Linked DNA regions of Anas platyrhynchos: region 2 is linked to region 1. A link is a contact called in public Hi-C data. All regions are on one chromosome and are shown on one strand. Each heading gives the region's core, a stretch centred on a gene start, on an enhancer-like site or on the middle of the called end of the contact. The rest is flanking DNA. Distances are from core to core; before and after follow the strand shown.

What was found. Hi-C and Micro-C count contacts between places; a contact is called where the count stands out from the background.
Region 2: a contact with region 1 is called in a Hi-C map of skeletal muscle, with 4 times the contacts expected there. The contact joins the promoter of LOC101798288 here to the promoter of KRT18 in region 1. A contact is called at or near these places in 3 of 8 Hi-C or Micro-C datasets (liver, skeletal muscle and subcutaneous adipose tissue).

The regions. Positions count from the first base shown.
Region 1 is chr34:372,361-375,060 of IASCAAS_PekinDuck_T2T, reverse strand. It overlaps KRT18 (keratin 18), which reads left to right and starts at 1,413. Exons shown (of 7, transcript XM_072031883.1): 1 at 1,413-1,921; 2 at 2,668-2,700. The coding sequence starts at 1,481.
Region 2 is chr34:607,449-610,380 of IASCAAS_PekinDuck_T2T, reverse strand. It overlaps LOC101798288 (RNA 5'-monophosphate methyltransferase), which reads left to right and starts at 1,566. Exons shown (of 8, transcript XR_011806096.1): 1 at 1,566-1,801.

The DNA.
Region 1 (2,700 bases), core at 164-2,663:
GGCACAGTTGTGCATCTCTGCAAAGCCTGCACTCGTGCACACTTGTGGAAAGGAGCACACTCACCTCCTGGGTGGCAGAATCCCACCGCAGCCCCCCCCCACACCCTGAAGCCCCCGGGGACGTGCCCGGCTCCTCGTCCCATGGTTGTGCGGGGGGGATCGGGACCCCCCTTTGTGGCCAGAGCGCAGGGAGCCGATGCCCTGGCAGATAAGGGCTGGAATGCGGCGCCCGCCTGGGTGCAGCCCCAAATCAGCTCGGAGGGAGATAAGGGCCCGGCCAGGCGCTGGGGGAGGGGGCGGGGGGGGCGGGGGGCAGGGCGGGGGTCCCACAGGGCTGGGGGGGCTCCCGGGTGGAGAGGGGGTGGGCAGGGGGCGTCCCCAGGGTGTCCCTGGGTTGTCTTTGGTTCTCCCCAGGGTGTTCCCGGGGTGTCCCTGGGGTCCTTTGGGGTGTCCCCAGGGTGTTCCCGGTGTCCCCAAGTTGTACCTGGGGTGCCCCTGGGGGTGTCTGCGGGGTGTTCCGGGGGTCTCCCTTGGGGTGTCCCCAAGATTTCCCTGGGGTTTGTGCAGGGTCTCCGTGGGGTGTCCCTGGGGTCTCCCCGGGGTGTCCCCAGGGTGTCCCCGGGGTGTCCCCGGGGGGGTTGCAGCAGGGCTGGGGAGAGGCCGGGCAGGATTCCTGGAGCCGGTTGGGCCGGGCCACCACAGCCCCCCCCCAGCCCCGGGCACCTGGGGCAGTCCCCAGCTGGGGACCCGCACAACCCCCACCCAGGGCCGGGGGGCTCGCTGGCACGTCCGACCCCAGCCCCCCCGCGGGTGGGAAACTGGGCGGGGGGGGGGGGGGGGCATGGGGCTGGGAGGGGGGTCCCCAAAATGCTTGGGGCGAGCTTCATCCCCGAGCCCTGGGTCCCCCAAAATGCAGGGAGCTGATCCGTCCCCATGCCCTGAGACCCCCAAAATGCAGGGGGCTGACCCCATTCCTCTGCCCAGGGCCCCCCGAAATACACAGGGCTGGGCCCCGTCCCTGTGCCACGTGTCCCCTGAAATTCACGGGGCTGAGCCCAGCCCCTACGACCTGGGTCCCCCGAAATTCACGGGGCTGAGCCCCCTCCCTGTGCCCTGAGCCCTCCAAAACGCAGGGGGCTGAGCCCCCTCCCCATGCCCTGAGCCCCCCAAACCTCCCGGGGCTGACCCCACTCCTCTGCCCTGCCTCCCCACGGGTGCTTGGGGCTGAGCCCCGTCCCTGCGCCACGACCCCCCCCCAAAACCCCCCAGGACCTCCCCACCCTCCCCAGCCCCCCCTGCAGCCCCCCCCCAGCCCCAGCCCCTTGGCAGGACCCGCAGCGGCCGCAGGATCCGGCCCCACCTTCCCGGGGCCACCCCTCCCCTCGCCCGCCTATAAATCACGCCCGGCCACCCGCCCGCCGTCTGTGTCCGTCCGTCCGTCCGTCTGTCGCTCTGTCCGTCCGTCCGTCCGCCCGGCACCATGAGCTACTCCCGCAGCACCGTCTACTCCAGCTCGACCCGCTCGGGCGGCAGCCGTCGCCTCGCGCCCCTGAGCAGCGCCGCCAGCGTCTACGCGGGGGCCGGGGGCTCGGGGTCCCGCATCTCCATCACCCGCAGCAGCAGCCTGGGCAGCGGCTTTGGGGCCGGCTACGGGGCCAGCTATGGGGCCGGTTACGGGGGCAGCTACGGGGGCAGCTACGGGGGCAGCCTGCTGCTGTCGGGCTCCGGCGTGGTGCAGAACGAGAAGGAGACGATGCAGGACCTCAACGAGCGCCTGGCCACCTACCTGGACAAGGTGCGCAGCCTGGAGCAGGAGAACCGGCGGCTGGAGGTGCAGATCCGCGAGCACCTGGCCAAGAAGGGGCCCAGCACCCAGGACTGGAGCCACTACTGGGAGGCGATCGAGGACCTGCGCGCCAAGGTGGGGCCGGCACGGGCACGGCACCCGCAGGGCTGGCACCGCGGCCCCGGGGCGCTGCCGGCCCCGGGTTAAACATTAACCAGAGCGGCCGCGGGGCCGGGCGGACTTTGCACCCGGGGCTGGCGGCGGCTGGGAGTGGCCCCCCCCCGGGGCACAGCGTGGGGACACCGCACGGGGACACCCCGGGCAGCGCATGGGGACACCGTGGAGGGGCATCGGGGGGCACTGTGTGGGGGCACCGCTTGGGGACATGGGGGGCACCCTATGGGGACATCGGGGAAGCCACATGGGGACATTGGGGGACAGTGCATGGGGACATTGGGCAGCAGCATATGGGGGGGACACCCCATGGGGACACCGCACCCCCGGCTGCGGGACCAGGCAAGGGGACATGACCAAGGCCATGAGTGTCAGGGGGTGCTCAGGGGGGGTTAATTAACGCACCCCTCATTAAGCAAACAAACCCCGTGGCCAGCACTGCCCCACCCACCCCCTGTGTGTCGTGTCCCCCCCCCCGGGGCTGTGGTTTTGGCACAGCTTCGGCCCAAGGTCACGCGGGGACGGAAGGGGACCGGTGCCCAGGGTGCCCGGTGCCAGCCGGCCCCACCCAGGGGACCTGGCTCTTGTCCCCCCCATCCCCCCCCCCCCCGGCATTTCCGGGGTGCGGCTCCTGCCCGGGGGGGGGGCGGTGTCCCCGGGGGGCCGCCGGGGGGTCCCCTCGCCCCGTGACACCCCCGTCCCCCCAGATCTTCGATAGCACCGTGGAGAACGCCCGCACC
Region 2 (2,932 bases), core at 317-2,816, 240 kb before region 1:
ACTAAGCTTTCTCTAGAGAGAGTGGGGGAAAATAAAAAGCCTCCAGAGAGCTATTCACATGATGTAAATCAATGCCTACACTGGGCGGTGAAATCTCTCTCTCTCCATCAGCCATGGATTAGTCCAGGCTGCCAGAGGAGAGCGATACCAGCTGCAGCATCTTGTTGTGACAGATCTCTGCTCCTGAGAAGAAGCTATGCTCAAAAGGCAGGCATGAGATTTTGTCTCCTAAAAAGCATGGCTAAACAGTGAGGTACAGACCACAGATGCATTTTTCTGCAGCAATAAAATATTTTGTGTTGTTGTGTTGGATAACTTAAGCTTAGCTGCTCCTGTAATTAACAAAAATGGAATAAAAGGCTGATGATTCTGTCCAATTTCAACACTTGACTCTTGAGGAATACGGCAAACATTCATTTGGCCTAAAGTTGTAAGTGTAATGTGACCATGTAGAGGTGGGATGTGGAAGAAAGGAGGAGATAGAGAGATTCATCAGTGTGTGATGGATGTCAGAAAGAGGAAGGTATCAAGCTGCTTCCCATGCCTATAGCAAAGAGGACAAGAATTTAGGGGCCCTAATTGCAGCCAGAAAGATTCAGGGGAAACCTTAAAAAAAAATTTAAAAATTCTCTTGCACAAGAGGAGGGAAATATCTATATGTTTGTCCTTCTTCCTGTCTTCTTTCCCTTTCATGATTGAGGTGTGTCGAGGATGGAGACTTCCTGCAGATCTCTACTTGTTTTTCCCATGGCAGGAGCCAAACACAAGGGCCCAACCTCGGCTCTGGCGCTTGCCTCCGTTTCTGAGCTCCTGGCGCCCTCTGCTCCTCATGCTGTAACAACAGCTAACATCGGAGTGTGAAATGAACCCAGGTTCTCCTAAAACCTTCCCCCTGGTGGAGATGGAGTCTTTTACCCCTCTTTTTAACTACAGGCTTTTTTTTTTTTAATTTATTTTTTTGTCTTCTATGAAATCTCCCACCAGCTACCTATCTACAGACAGGAGCAATACCAGGATGATCATTTTGTTGTTGTTTTTGTTTTGTTGGTGTGTTTTGATTTGTTAACTAACACTTTGTAACATTTCGTGAAAGCTTCTGTAAACCAGAGAGCTGCCCCCGAGGGTTGCACACACACAGGCAGGTTTCTATGCTGGGGGAAGCTGAAATGAACTTTATGGTTAATTAGCCTGGCTGTGGGTGCTCTGTTGGAGCTGGTGGCTCCCCCAGGGCCTGAGCCCCTGCCCCAGGCCTCGGCAGCACCATGGCAACGCCGGGCAAAGGGCAAAGGGCAAAGGTGGCAGGGCCAGAGGTGACCCCGGGGGTGGATGCTGCCCTTCCTCGGCCTGCTCTGGTGTGATAGGGACTGGACACTTTTTTTTTTAAAAGCAAAAATTCTACAAATTCTTTTCGCACAAATGGACCTGGAAAGCCTGGGCTAGGAGGACTGAGAACAACCCCAGCGGCCTTGGCCCTCACCCCCCCCCCGCCCCCCATCTCCTCAGTGGGTGTGCGCATGCGCGACCTCCCCCCCCCCCGGAACCTTTCTTCCCCGGAACCTTTCTGCGCCCGCTCGGTCCGCGCCCGGCGCTCGCGCGGTAGGGAGGCAAGATGGCGGCGCCCAGCAGCGCGCCCCTTCCCTGCCCGGAGCCCGGCGCTGCTCCCTACGGCAACTTCCCCAACTACTCCCGCTTCCACCCGCCCGAGGCCCGCGTCAGCCTCCTGCCCGACGGCCTCTTGCGGCGGCTCTTCCCCGCGGCCGCTCGCCCGCTGCTGGGCCTCGACGTGGGCTGCAATTCGGGGGTAAGGGGGCGATGGGGGGGGGGTTGTGAGGTGAAGGAGGAGGGGGGCGGCCTGGGTTGGGGGATTGGGGGGGAGAGGTGTGGGGGTGCTGGGATGGTGTGGGGCACTGGGGGGGTGAGGGAAAGGCTGAAGGGGAATGGGGGGTGGTGAGGGAAATACTGGTGAGGGGTGGTGGGAGGGGGTCCGGGGGTTGGGGGTGGGGTTGGGGGGCTGGGGGGGGAGGGAAAGGCTGAAGGGGAACGGTGGTGTCCCACCTGCAGTGGGTGTCCCAAGCACCAGAGAGGGCAGGGGAGCTGGGTGAGCCTGAAACCAGACCCCGTAACGTGTTCCCTCTTGATAGCATCACCTCCCCTGTCTGTCAGACGGGCGTGAAGCTGGTATCCTGCTCACATGGTTGCAAAGGTTTTGTGACAAAGCTAGCAAATACTTAGAATTTCCTTTTTTTGGCAGTTCATTGTCTTCGCCTTCTTACACTTTTCTCATGACTCTTCTTGGTGTGCAGCTGTGCAGTGTTGTGCAGGTGAACAGTGGTGCAATATTTAATGTAACTGTTTTACAGATAATTTTTCCTGATCAAAACTTTATAAACTTAGCTTAGAAGTAATTACTCATTCAGGATGAAACTCGGATCTGCTTGAGGACGTGCGTGCTGCTCTCTCCCAGGCTCCTTTCCCCAGCCCCCTGCCAGGTTGTTTGAAGGCCTAAGGTGTTATCTCAAGGACAACCCTCGGTCCTGCTTCAGATGAACCCGCAGAGCAGGTCAGGCAAAAATGTTCCCAGTCCAGTTCTGTTGAAATACAGAGACACCACTAGGGGACACTGCCTGCCTGCGTGAGCTGGGTGCACCTGCAGTTTTCCTTGATGTCATTCAGGAACTTCATCAAATCTCCTTTAATGAAAGATAAATATGCTTGCCGCTGAGTGGCGCGCTCTGCAATGCGAAATTCAGAAGAAAACTCTCCTTAATTCTTATTTGCTGCAGTCTCATGGTCAAGAAGTGTCTCTTCCTGTAGCATGAGAGTAAGAAATGCATTTATTCTTAATTAGGCATTATAAATAGCTCTAAGTCTTGCTAGGGAGCTCTGAGGCTCAGCTAGGAAAACCAGTGATACCTTGATATTGGATGGGGAG